Linked DNA regions of Macaca mulatta: region 2 is linked to region 1. A link is a contact called in public Micro-C data. All regions are on one chromosome and are shown on one strand. The core of a region is the stretch at or near the end of the contact, and the rest is flanking DNA. Distances in the headings are between cores, read along the strand shown.

Region 1 (7,055 bases), core at 1,500-3,999:
TTACTTTTGATTATGTGTATTTTAATGATTCATGAGACTCTCATCCTGAATGCTTAGATTTATGAAAGCCAGACGTATAACAATGCAAGTCAGGCTGTCACAATTTGTTCATGTTTTCTCTTCCTTTATTAACTCAGGTAGTTCCTGAGCATCTACCATATTAAAGGAATTATACTAGATGATTAAAGGGTGCAAACAGGAATATAACACAGTCCCTGACTTTTCTCACTCTACAAAATCAGTAGAAGTGGATTAATATGTAACTATTCCTCTGATATAAGGAGTCCATCTCATGGTTGTTCTCTAGTGACAATGCCTCGGGGATCCCACCTTCATCACCTTTGCACCCAACTGTCCATCACTCCTGTGCAGGGGATGCTGCTAGGGAAGAAAACAGGTCAAATGCAGGGAAAACTCATAGTAAGCTGTCACTACTATATTCACTAAAGTATAGTAACCTACTTTACTCACTAAAGTACAGTAACCTACTGTACTCACCAAAGTTTAAAACAAAACAGGACATTTGACAAGGCTGGTGCCTTTAAACAACTTTGCTAAAATGTCAAGGCACTCTTTTCAATTATTAAATAAGAGGAGTAATAGACATTTGTGGCCCACTCCATCTATGAGCCTCATTCCTGATGATGGGGTAGAGTGAGGTTCAGGGAGAAGGTGAAGTGAGGTTCAGGGAGGGGTGAAGCTTAGGGGCTTAAGTGAAGCTCTTTGCATCCATTTCTTAGTAATAAAAATGCTGAGTAATTTACTACTTTTTTTAGGCTGCAACAAAATGCTCCCGTGGAAAATGTCTACGGTAAAATGTCAAGTGTGTAGTTTTAAAGCAGAGGACAATGCTTAGTGCACAGTATTTTTGGCAGTATGACCCCACCATTCTCCAAGTTGCCCAGGCTTAAAACCCTGGCCCTAGGAAACACATTGCCTATGATGTGTTCCCTACAGTTTCACTTTACAGATTAAAAAAAGGGAACCTCCTCCTTAGTGTAATATTCATATATTCTTTCAATGATTTATTCATTTATCCATCAATATCACCTTTTATGAGACAGTGGTAAGCAACAGAGATATAAAATGAATAAAATAGTCCTGCCCTTAACAGTTTGGTTTAGCAAGCATTTATTGAATGTACACCATATACAGTATTAATAACTGCAAAGTGCTAACATATAGATATGTACCTAGATTTTAGGGAAAGCTTTCAAGAATGATGCCAGAGTTGAGTCTTAAGGAATAGCAGGAGTTTGCTTGATGAAGAGAAGGGAGGGGAAGGGCATATCCAGGTCTGAGAAAAATGCCCAGAGTATGTGGGGGAAGCAGGAGCTGAAAAAGTAGGCAGGAACCAGATCATAACAGGCCTGTATGACAAACTAAGGAGTTTGGACTTTATTCTGGAAAGAATGGGGAACTGGAAGATTTTAAGAGGACTGACATGAACAGATGTTTTGCTGTTGTTAGTCTCACCCAAGGATGGACTGGAGATTGGACTGGAAGGAAGCCAGAGCTGAATGCAGACAAACTAGTTAGGAGGCTGTTGCTGTAATCTCAATGAGAAATGATGAGAAGAACGTAATCTATGTCACACGCATCGAGGATGGAGAGCAGAGGACCTATTTAAGAAATATTCTATAAACAGAAATGATAGGACATGACTATTGATTGGACACGTGTGGGTGGAAAGCCAGAGTCTAAGATTCTTCCCAGCTTCCTGTCTAGCTTAGGCAATTATTTGGACAGTGGTACTACTGAGCACGCACGCACACAGTAGAAGCAGCATATTGACTTTTTTCTTTACGGGAGGCAGGGGTAGATGATGAGCTCAATTTTAAATGCTGAATCTGAGACCCGTGGGGAATCCAAGGGGAGAGGTCCATGAGTCAGTTAGCTAACTAGACCTGTGCTTTTTAGCCTCAAGAAATGTACAAGACTATTCTAGAAGCGTGTGTACTGACAACCTCACTGCCAAAGGAACAGGCATATCAATTAGAGAAAGACATTTTTTCACGTTAAAAAAAAAATTGAAAACACAGGGGTTGAGAGTTAATAACAAAACATTATGTTACTCGCCAAACTGCCACAGCAGAACAATGTATTTCTCTAGCAAGCTAAATGTAGGGTTTGGTGGGTTTCCTCCTGATGACACTTGAAAATAGAGGTGTACCTGGTGTTTAGATCTAGGAATTCCTTTCAGCAGGTTTGAAGAGAAAGAGCTGAGAAATGCGCCCTCCAGTGGCAGTGGAATGAGGGGTGTCTAGTAACCCTTTTTACCACCAAACAAAGCCCTGTAAATAAATGCAATTTACCGGGATCAGAAAGCCACAACGCTGGTACTAGTAAACCGTCAAACCAAGCGAACCCTCCCAGGGGCCAGGAACCCTTACCTGTCACGTCGGCCGAAGGAAAAATTTCACTTTCGACTCAACAAAATAAGACCTCAGATTTGATAGCTTGCAGTAAGTCCCGCTTGGCAACAATTAAACACCCTGCAAGTCGAAACGCGTAGTCTAATCAAATCCTCTCCAGCCTGCAGGGCCGGGCTTCGACCACGTGGGTGGCTGCGGCCAGCAGGATCAATCCGCGAAGGGCGGGAGGAGGCGTGCCCCTGCGGCGGGAGGCGGGGCCTGCGCAGTGGGTGGGGCTTCGGTGGAACCTAGCTACGAGGTTCCTTTCGCCTCCGCTCCCCTTTTGCCTTCAACCTTCGGGCCGCCACGTAATGCCACGTCCCCGCGCATGCGCATCTTGGCCGCTGGTGGCGGCTGTTTCCGGGCTTAGGGGGCTGGAGTGGCCGCCGAGTTGGAGGCGGTGGTGGCAGCAGTAGGAGAGTGTAGAGTGCGGGACTGGGGGCCAGGCCCTGCGGAGGGCGGGGGAAGTTGTCTTCGTTTTTTTTTCCGGAGGGGCCGGTAAACCTGGTGGCTGAACGGCAAGATGAATTTCCTCCGCGGGGTAATGGGGGGTCAGAGTGCCGGACCCCAGCACACAGAAGCCGAGACGGTGAGAGGAGCAGCGGGTCTGGGACTTGGGAAGGGGTCCGGGCAGGGACGGGGACGGAGCACTCGGAGACCCGAAGGTCACCTCCAGCGTCCCACCATGGAGGGGGATCCACATGCCACCTCCCCCTTTGCCCTCCTTCCGCTCCTGAAATCCCAGAGTTATTCACTGACGCCCCCAGCTCCCTCCCCGTTGCTGCGGCTCGGCCGGACTGACGGCAGCCGCGCCCCACAGCTCTGTAGGCCCCGAAGCTCGGGCTAGGAGAGTGGTCCGCAGGTGGTACCGTCCGGGAAGGGACGGTTCCGGGGCCGAGCTGGCCCGAACTGCCTCCCACGCCCCTCGGGGCCGTGGGCCCCTCCCTCCCTCCTTCCCTTTCGCCTGTGTCTGCACTGGCCGAGAGGAGCCTGAAGTCCTGCTCCCTCCCTTGCAGTCTGAAACTGGGGCGTTGGGGAAGACTGCGAGAAGGTTTAAAACCCAGCTGTTGGTGAGAGCATGTGGCTAAGAATAAAACGATATTCTTTGAAGCACAAGTCCACCTGCTCCTGTCCCATCAACTGGAAGAGCGGTCGTTCTGCCTGGTGTTATTTGTTCAGGTCTCGCTTTTCGGGCTCACCCAAATATATATCGTTTGGCAAATGCTACCTTGGACGTAGTAGGGATCTTTCGCGCTCAAACCCCTTTGGGGACACATCCACCGCTTTCTGCCTGAACTCGTAATGACACGATTTGCAGCGTTATTTAAAAAAAAAAAAAAAAAAAAGTTAGCCACTGAAAACAGTATTTAATAGTTGCTTAGATTCTAGGTTTAGAATATACTTATTTTGAAGTTTGATTAGTGTTTAATGGAACCGAGGGTGTATGCCTTTTTGAAATAAACTGTTTGAGAAGAATTTTAGATCTACATTAAAGTGACCAAGTATAACACTTTAATGGCCAACTTTGTTAATGGGATCCTGAGGGATAATATAGTAGCTTTCATTTGTCAAGCTATTACCTTGTGCTAGGTACTGTGCTGAGCTCTTTATATTCCACATTCTGCTTTCATCGTTAACTACCCTGCAAGATAGGTGAGAGTATTCTCACTTTAAAAGTCAAAAAATGAGGCTAAGAGAGTTCACCTCTTAGGCCGGACGTGGTGGCTCACGTCTCTAATCTTAGCACTTTGGGAGGCTGAGGCCGGCGGTCACCTGAGGTCAGGAGTTCGAGACCAGCCTGACCAACATGGAGAAACCCCATCTCTACTAAAAATACAAAATTAGCCGGCCGTAGTCGCACATGCCTGTAATCCCAGCTACTCAGGAGGCTGAGGCAGGAGAATCGCTTCAACTCGGGAGGCGGAGGTTGCGCGCCATTGCACTCCAGCCTGGGCAACAAGAGCGAAACTGTCCCCCCCAAAAAAAAGAGAGGTGAAGTAACTTGACCAATGTCATACTGCTAGTAATAGAGCCAGGATTCAACCAAGAGGTACCTTACTTCAAAGCCTACACTTTATTGCTCATGCCTGTATTTCAATACTTTTTGAGAACTTTATATAATATTATTAAAATTAACTGCAGCTAGTTGCAGTGACACAGGCCTATAATCCCAACTAAGGGGATGCTAAGACAGGAGGATCGCTTGAGCCCAGAAGTTTGAGACTAGCCTGGGCAACATGAAAAGACTCCATCTCAAAAAAAAAAAATTAACTGCACAGGTCTGATTAGAATTGTTTAAAGCATAAGGTGAAAGCTGGTATATCTGTTTCTTTCATTTGAAAATCACTCTTCTGTCTCTCACTGTCATACACAACACATGCACACAGTTGGCTTCACTTATCCATTCCCACTTGGTAACAAGGCCTACCCTACTAGAAGATCATGTTCTGTCTGGATTACCATGGTCATGCCATAATCACTGCCACCACTTGTTTATCTGATACTTGTGTTTGTGGCACCAGGTTATGAAATACGGTTTATTACAGCTTGCTTTGTGGAATTAGACCTTGATTTGAATCCTGGCTTTCCCCCCCTGATTGGATTGGATATGTAAGAGATAGCTAATACCCTGTAAGTAAAATGAGGAAAATGCCTGCTCTTCAGGATTTAATGAAGATTAAGTGAAATAAGTAGAAAGAGCCTGCACTCAGTAGATGTATAATGAGGGGTAATTTTTCCTATGTGTGGGTTGAACGAAGAATACCCTTTCCTGTTTTTGTTATTATTGGCCTTGTCACAGTGACTTCTGTAGAAAAGATGGAATGGAATTCAGAATGTATAGGATTTTAAAGCTAGAAAGTCCCAGATAGAGCCTCTTCATTTTATAGGCACAGAGCACTAGAGCAGCTTGCACAGTGTTGAAGAGTTGGAGCTAGAACATTTTGATCTTGCCACTGTGGATGGAACAACATAGTTTTTATATCACTATTTCAAAATGAAGCTTGAGTATCACTTGTGTATGTTGTATGCATATACTGAAAGGGTCCTTTCTTGTGCTTACCTAACTTTGAGTATGTACATTCAAAATTGGAAAAGTAATTTGTCTTCTATTTTTTCTTTTTAATCACCTCCCCAATAAAGTAATTTGCCTTCTGAAAATAATTATTCTGAGGTACAGTATGAATAAAACTTGTTTCACTATTTCATTCCACCAGGAAATACAACAGGTAAAAGGGGTCACGGATTACTAATTTAGAAGTATTTATAGAGCATCAGTGGAGTGTATATACAATATTAGATGTTTTAATTGGTGATTTAGTCTGGCCAGGATATTTGAGTTACTAGAGCTTGGAACCCCTAGCTTCTATATTATTATTTATTATTTTGTAGTTTTTTCCATTTCTGCAAAATTAAATGTTTTTCATTGCGGCTTTCCATCTTTCTTGTTTTTTCTAACATCTTTTTCCAATGGAAGGCTTCTTTTCTTTGTCTGAATTTGACCTGTTATTTAAATTCATCATCAGTGCCTTCCCTAATCTGTACTTTCCCCCACCACATTTCAGATACTTTTTCCTTTCTGAGCTACCTTTACATTTTAACTACAGTGTGCATATATGTTATTCCTTCTAGACTCGTAAAGTGTCTTTAGGGCAGGGTTCATAATGTATTTTAATCTTTGTTTTTCCACAGTAGTAGATACCCAGTAAGTACTTGTGAAATAAATGAATTATAGATTTATTTGAAAGAAATCACAGATCTGTAATTGTAGCAATTTACACATTACTAGGTACTAAAACAATACTTTATAAAGACTAGAAATTGAAGTTCTCAAATGAAGTTCATTGTGTCAAGCTTTTTACTTAAGGGATTTTTCATATTTACTAAATGCTTCGACTGCTTTCCTTTTTTTTTTTTTTATTGAATTTACATATCTTTTAAATGTGTGAGAGTTATGTGATCGATTGTATAGTATCTAGCTTTTCATACTCTTAGTTAAGAGTAACTTTGCACTGATATTAAGGTGTTCTTCAGGCAGGGGGCTCACGCCTGTAATCCCAGCACTTTGGGAGGCCAAGGCAAGTGGAGCACTTGAGGTCAGGAGTTTGAGACCAGCCTGGCCAACATAGTGAAACCCTGTTTCTACTAAAAATACAAAAATTAGCTGGGCATGGTGGCACATGCCTGTAATCCCAGCTACTCGGGAGGCTGAGGCAGAATCGAGGCAGAGGTTGGCAGTGAGCAACCACTGGGTGGTTGAGATTGTGCCACTGCATTCCAGCTTGGGTGAGAGAGCGAGACTGTCTCGAAAAGAAAGATGTTCTTCAGAACCTGTCAAGTAGTAAATATTTTATCATAGGATAGTCAATTCTGTAAAGTACTGGATATTTTAAATCCAGAATTTCATCCACATTAAACTTTTTCTGTTTTAGAGTCATGTACTTTTAAATTTTCATTTCTCTTTTTTACTTGACACTGATTTCTGGTGATTGAAGCCTCTTTAGCCTTAACACAGTTTGCTGGGTGCAACTTAACATTATTGTAGTAAAAATTCTATTCGTGCTTTTGTTTTTTAGTTTTCTCTTTTTCCCTAACCACTAGACCACCAGGAACTTCATGGTTTTGAATGCTTACGTGTGCTTA
Region 2 (7,055 bases), core at 2,069-4,568, 210 kb before region 1:
TCAGTGAGTTATTTACATCTTCTAAATGTTCACACATTTAACATTTAATATCAAAGTCTTTAGGTATTGAAGAAAATCTCACCAAAAAAAAAAAGTCTTTTAAAAAAGCTTCCAATCTCTCAAAAGCTAATAAAAGTTTTCCAAAATTCTAATTTTTGTGTGAAAGCTTGAATTTTATCACTGGCAACAAATACTGTCATTTTCATTTGTAGTGAGTCTCACTTTTCTCCTTTTTGAGAAAATGTCTGCCAAACACCCAAATGTGAATGACTACAGTTTTTTCAAGTAAAAAAGTTGTTCCAGGAAAAAAAGCAACTAGTTCACTTTACAATCCAATTGCACAAGAGCTTTTCCTCAAGACAACCCTCTAATTTCAGTTTGCAGAAGGGTTTGATCAAAACTTCCCATGTCATTGAACGGCATATTAAAAAGACATATATTCAAGGGTTGAAATGTGATTAAAATTAATGATGTTACTGCTTTATCAACATTTTTAAGAGAAGCTGGCTTTTTAAAAAAACTATAGGTGTAGTATAGTTCAGTGCCACTGTCTTGATTCAAGCTAAGGTACTGGCAGTACTAAACAGTGCTTTTCCACCATCAGTGCATGTGTCAACAGACTGAAAAAAAAACAAATATCTTAGTATTCACAGAAAGTAGTTTTGGCCTTGCAGACCCCCTGAAAGGACCTCGGGAATCCCCAGGGGTCCATTCACCACACTTTGAAAACCACTGCTACAGAACAACAGCGCACCCTCTCTGCATCTCAATTCCAAGCATGAAATTCTCTAACCATTAACTCCTCCCTAACTTACTCCAAGTCTCCCCTTGCAACACCCTAGTTCCCTTCTCTCTTCCTCTACACTCACGAATAACAATCCCAACCCTGGTTAAACCCTATTTGACTTACATCAGAAGCAGCTGAATATCACTAGAGAAAAAGCATCACCATTCTTGCTGGTTCATATGAAGTGGACACTTACTATCACGTTTCTCCAATCAATTCTGTCACTCTTCTAGCGTCTAAGACCTAAGACTTAGATGATCATTTCACTTCTCCTCTGGCTTTAAAACTCTAACAAATCTTTCTTCCTCCTTAACACTCTGCTGATGACCTTATTTCACTATAAAAACAGTAAACATACTTCCTGCTGATAGGCCTGAAAAGAATACCGTCCTATAATCTCTATTAACTTACTTGCAAATATACCTCATCCTCTGCCTTCCCTTACTAAGAACTGACAGTCTATGTTTCTAAGGCCAACTTCTTCACTTGTGCACTGGATTTCATACCCTTTGGCTACTCAAGGACAATGCCCTTACAGTTTTCTCTCCCTCTCCTGCATTATAAAACGTTCTCACTCTATTGTATCATTTACTAGAATATACAAACATGCTGTAATAGTTCCTCTCTTAAAGAGGAAAAAATATAGTGCCACATCTCCCAGCAACCACACCTTATTATTTGCTCCCCTTTACAGCAAAACCCCAAGAATAGCCTATAAATGTTATTTTCAAATACACTCCTCCCATTCTCTCTTAAATCCACTCGAATCCTGACCTCTCCGCTAGAACTCTTCTTGTCAAGATCACCAGTGACCTCTTCCTTGCCAAATCCAAAGAGCAATTCTCAGTTATCTTACTCAAACAGCTGCATTTGACCTAGTTGACCACATCCTCCTCGAAATGCTTCACTTGGCCTCTGGTATTTAAGGGGTGGGGGTGGGGGGGCGCAAAACCTGTGACACCCAGGGTGAAGTATCTTAGTGCTATGATACACAAATCTAGTTGTGTGGTTTATGGGGGGCAGGCAAGATGTTAAATTCCGTTTTAGACCTCAAGTTTTAAAGAGTAATAATACATCTCAGTAGAAACTGAATCATAAGGATAGCATTCAATTTCCTTACACAACATTTGGTGGCTGACCAACATTTTTAAGGAGCTTCATCCAGTGCAGTGGAGCAACGTTCATCAAGCCATGACCTACAGAAAAGAGTTTAGGATGCACGTAGAGGCCTGAGACTAGAACTTGCTTCTAATAATGAGGCAATGACCAGCAAGGCTGACTTGTGAAGTGAAAGGACAAAAAGTAATAATACTCAGATTAATAGTAACAGTCATGATATTAGTAATAGATGATAGATAGTAGTAATACATGATAGTAATAGTCATGGTGGTATACATTTACTACTCATTTACTTCAGGGAATGCACCCTGTTAGACACCATACATGCCCTTTAGTATATAATCCTCATACACTTTTATGAAACAGGTGCTATCATCTCCATTTTACACATGAGGTAAAGAGGAGCAAGCTAAAATCACAGTTATTAAAGAGGAGAGCTAAGATTTGGGGAAAGGGTGGTTGAGGTTCCAAAGACCAAGTTTTCTAAGAGAAATTTTTGTACTGTTTCTTGCAAGGAAAATCCGGAAACTTCAATTGAATACGTATCAATTTAAAACAAATACAGATTAAGAAGTTTTCCCAAAGTAACAATACAAGCTCATTAGGCACTTTCCTATACATAATTTTCTATTTAATGGCAATTACATGATTGTCTTCTTTTTTGGGACACATGTTTTTTCCTACATAGGTCTGAACATACGCATTGCCTCTAAAATGAAGCTGGCAGGCTATAAAACTTTACTACAGGAGCTGAAATCGTATTCGGGTTCTCCACCTGTTTATTTCCATTATCTCCACTTCCATTATTTCATCACACACCTGAACGGAAAACCCAGTACAGGCCCGGGGCTGCCTCAGTCTACTTTAGCAGCAAAAGACGAATAAGCCCACTGGCAAAGAGACCACTGTGCAAGCCTAATCACTTCCCAAGAAAGAAGGGTTTTGCTTTCAACGTACGAAGCAGGTAGGAAAGGTGGGGCTTCATCGCCTTGCCAAAAACGTTCTCCTCAAGAGGAACCCAATTCCAGGTGAAAAAGGTATCCTGAAAAGCAGGTTAACCTCAAACTTAAATCCAAGCCTAACCGGCTGCCCAGCCCGCCCCAGCCCAGCCCGGAGGAAGCTTGTCGGGGAAGAGCCCATAGAAGGCGTCACCTTCAGGAGACATCCTCTGTCATAGTGCTCGCAACCCCGCTGCCCTCGCTCTTGACCGCTGGCGCCATCTTCCCGCGCCGTCGCCGCCATCTCCTCCACCGCCCCTCACATTCCACCGATCCTTCCCCCAGGATAAAAACCACGCCCAGAGAAGCTGCGCCTCTCTAGCACACCCCCTCCCAGCCCCAGCAGCCACCAGCGCCAATATGGCTCCTAAGCACGTGACACGGGGCAGACGGATTTCCGGTTCCCGGGGCCACGAGGCGGAAGCGAAGGCAGACGCAGTGTCCGTCGTTGACGTTAGTCGTAGTCTTCGCTGCTAACGGTAATAACTCTTAGGTTGCCTGTTTTTCCCCCCATCGCTACCCGCCCAAATCTCAGGGCGTGGTTCGGAGCGAGGTGGGCGGCAGCGGCGCGGAGACGCCGGTTGGCGCCTGAGGAAAAGACGCTCACTAGGTGCATCGTTACCTGTGACGGGCGGCCCCTCCCTCTCTCCCTCCGGTGGCGGGGAGCCTGGAGAAAGGGGCGGAGTTCGGCCCGGGCCTTGGGCTCATCGGGTCCCGCGCGCCGCTCCTGGATGCCAGGGCACTCGCTAGCACCTGGAAGTGCTTCTTGCTTCCTCCTTTTCCCGTTTACTTGCTGTTCATTCAAAGTATGTACTGACATTCACTATTGCCAGTCACCAGCTAAACCGTAAGGACAAAAAGTAGGAAAAAATAGACACACTCCACCATGACCTCATGGAACTAAGACTGGTGGAGGAGGAAGACATTAATAAGAGCGATCACTGCAATAAATGTAAGATTACAACTTGGAGAAGTGCTAGAAAGAAGTGTGTGTCCTGTGAGAGCTAATATTAGAGCAGCTCTGACAATCTGGGTGTCAGTCATGGAAGGTTTCTCTGGCGAAGCAATGCAAGCTGAGAGCTGAAAGATGGGTAGGAGTTAGTGTGCAAAAGGCTTTGTGGCACAGAGAACATGGTACCTGTCAGAAGGTGGAAGGGAAATGTACAAGCCAACAAAATTGAAATCAGACTCGGGGTACATAGCTAAATATGTTTCTCCTTATTAAAGAGTCAAGACCCTGGAAAATGTTATAAGCAAAGCTGCAGGTGTTAGAAGAAGATACTTGTCTTTAGCTTTCTAACCTGATTTCATGTTTCCTAAAACACCGGGAAAGGGAATCTATTCCCCTTCAGCTTTCCAGTTACTGACTCAATATTCTAATTTTCTTTCAGCTCTGTTATGAGTTGCTAAAATGGTGAAATGCTGCTCCGCCATTGGATGTGCTTCTCGCTGCTTGCCAAATTCGAAGTTAAAAGGACTGACATTTCACGTGTAAGATTGTGCTGTAGTTTAAGCCAAATACTTTGGCCATGTTATAAAAAGCAAAAGACAGTTCTGCTTGTCTTCAATTTTGAACTTTAGTTCCCGAGTCCTTTTTAAATAACCTGTTTTTAAAATTTGAAGTGACAATGTGATACCTTTACATGTTTATAATTTAGTTTAAAAGTTTTAAGATACTTTAAGATACGAGAGACTGGTTTACAAAAAATACCGTTAAGACTAACTTTTGCTAATATTATTACTTTGTATTTTATCATATCACCAAAGAAATTCAATGTTGTTTACATATAGTTTACAATCTGAATGCAGGGGCTTTGCTCAAATATATTGCCGTTTCTATTTAGAAATAGATCAAGCATAGGTTATACAGAAAAAATATAAATTACAAGTTCAGACCAAGGGATCTTTAGCTGTGTTGCAAATAAATCAAGATGATTTTAGTTTCATATTTTAGCCATTCTCCTGAGAGCCGTGAAAGAGTAAGTGAAAGAGTAGTAAGATTTAATAATTGTTCACTTGTTAAAGGTTTATTTTGCTGCTTTTGTGCCAGGCACTGTGCTATGTGTTAGAGAAAGATCTCCTAGCTATTTGGTTAGATATAAAGAAATCAAAAAATGAGCATATATATATATATCCTACCTTATTTCAGAAAAATTTGAACCAGCTTGAAAATTGAATCAGATATGGCTATTGGCCTTCATATCTCTCAAAATAGCTCTGATCTCCAGAACTCCACACTCTGCAGCTATTCTCTGCATTCATTCACTAAGTATCTGTAGACCTGCTATGTATTAAATGCTGTACTAAGCAATTTTCTGATGCTGACAGAAGAATGGAATTACAAAGGGCCCTTTTTATCGAGGATAAATTGTGGATATCATTTCAGATAGGAAAAGGCCCAAGTGATAATTCTTTTATCATCTATAGATGAATAAATACTTTCAATTGTGGATCTTACTATAAGATGCTAAATATCCATTGAAATTTTTCGTCCTTATAATATGAGAAAAATTAAAATGAGGGCCATATATCTGCAGCATGATTGGCAGAAAATCTGAATATTAAAATGGAAAGTTACCAAAGCATGAATTATGGTTTCCTAAATACTGTAATTCTCAAGACTAATAACAAACTAGTTAACGAATCAATTTAGTCAGTTGTATAAGACAGCTTTAATTCAATTATGTAGCAATAGTATTTGATTTTAAAATATTTTTTTGATTTTTTTCTAGATTCCCCACAGATGAAAACATCAAAAGGAAATGGGTATTAGCAATGAAAAGACTTGATGTGAATGCAGCTGGCATTTGGGAGCCTAAAAAAGGAGATGTGTTGTGTTCGAGGCACTTTAAAAAGACAGATTTTGACAGAAGTGCTCCAAACATTAAACTGAAACCTGGAGTCATACCTTCTATCTTTGATTCTCCATATCACCTACAGGTTTGTTTATGAGATACTATTTACCATCATTGCTCACTTTTTTTTTTTTTTTTTTGAGATAGAGTCTCACTCTGTCATCCAGGCTGGAGTGCAGTGGCATGATCTCAGCTCACTGCAATCTCTGCCTCCCAGGTTTAAGCAATTCTCTGCCTCAGCCTCCCGAGAAGCTGGAATTACAGGTGCCCGCCACCACACTTGGCTAATTTTTGTATTTTTAGTAGAGACGGGGTTTCACCCTCTTGGCCAGGCTGGTCTTCAACCCCTGACCTCGTGATCCACCCTCCTCGGCATCCCAAAGTGCTGGGATTACAGGCGTGAGCCACCACGCCTGGCCATTGCTCACTTTTTATGATACTATTTGCTGCTCTCGCTAACATTTTTATTGTTTGCTTATTCATTTGAAGTCCATTCTTGAGGTTTTAAATTTATAGACTGCATCTTCAACTTTTGTAATGTGTAGTAGGAGTGTTTTACCAGTAACCACTCATAAATATTTGTACATTACTAATGTTTGATGAAATGGACTGACTTTAGGAATTAGCATAACTCAAGATTTTTGTCTAAAAATTGAAGTTAACGTAAGAAGGTTGAATAAGTTTCCTTATTTTAAACAGGACTAAAATGAACATTATTGTAGCTGGCTTATATCCTTATTTCCTTGAACTAAATTCTGCAAATAAAATTGTTGGATCAAAGACTATATACACTCTTTAAAGATTTGCTTTTGATAAAGATCTTCCAAAGCCTCATAAGAAGGTTGAGCTGATGTTCCAAGTTGGCAGTCCTTAACACTGGGGTAGAAGTCAAGAGCAGAACTACTAATAGGACTAAAGTACTTGTAAGAGCCACATACATGGAAGCGTAAAGTCTAGGTAGGATCAAAAGGAAGAAAACCAAAAAAGAGATACGAGCACAGGAGAAGAAAAGGTCAGGAAAAGAAAGAACAGTCGAATAAGTAAATGCTAATTGAATTCTGTGTTTTTTTCTCAGTAATATTCCCATGGATTGGCTGCCTCACCCTCAGTATCTCTCTTGACTTTATATACCTAAAAGTGAATTTCCAGAACCTATAGATATTGATTGATTGATTCCAATGTGGAAAATTCAGGGAGAGCCTCCATTGAAAGGGATCTCCTTCCTGGCAGTTAAAAACAAGAGAAGTAGCCAGAAGCATACCCGCTCCCATGCAGTCCTGGTCACTTGGCTGCAGT

Evidence for each region. A called contact is a pair of places that touch in the nucleus more often than the background predicts.
Region 2: a contact with region 1 is called in a Micro-C map of CD4 T cells, with 7 times the contacts expected there. The contact joins the promoter of THAP6 here to the promoter of USO1 in region 1. A contact is called at or near these places in 3 of 14 Hi-C or Micro-C datasets (CD4 T cells, fetal cortex germinal zone and fetal cortical plate).

What each region holds. Positions count from the first base shown.
Region 1 is chr5:58,079,608-58,086,662 of T2T-MMU8v2.0, reverse strand. USO1 (USO1 vesicle transport factor) reads left to right here and starts at 2,749. Exons shown (of 24, transcript XM_028848504.2): 1 at 2,749-3,003. The coding sequence starts at 2,938. It also overlaps a transcript of G3BP2 not described here.
Region 2 is chr5:58,292,890-58,299,944 of T2T-MMU8v2.0, reverse strand. THAP6 (THAP domain containing 6) reads left to right here and starts at 3,318. Exons shown (of 5, transcript NM_001261521.1): 1 at 3,318-3,383; 2 at 4,296-4,395; 3 at 5,637-5,844. The coding sequence starts at 4,316. RCHY1 (ring finger and CHY zinc finger domain containing 1) reads right to left here and starts at 3,186. Exons shown (of 9, transcript NM_001261545.1): 1 at 3,059-3,186. The coding sequence starts at 3,148.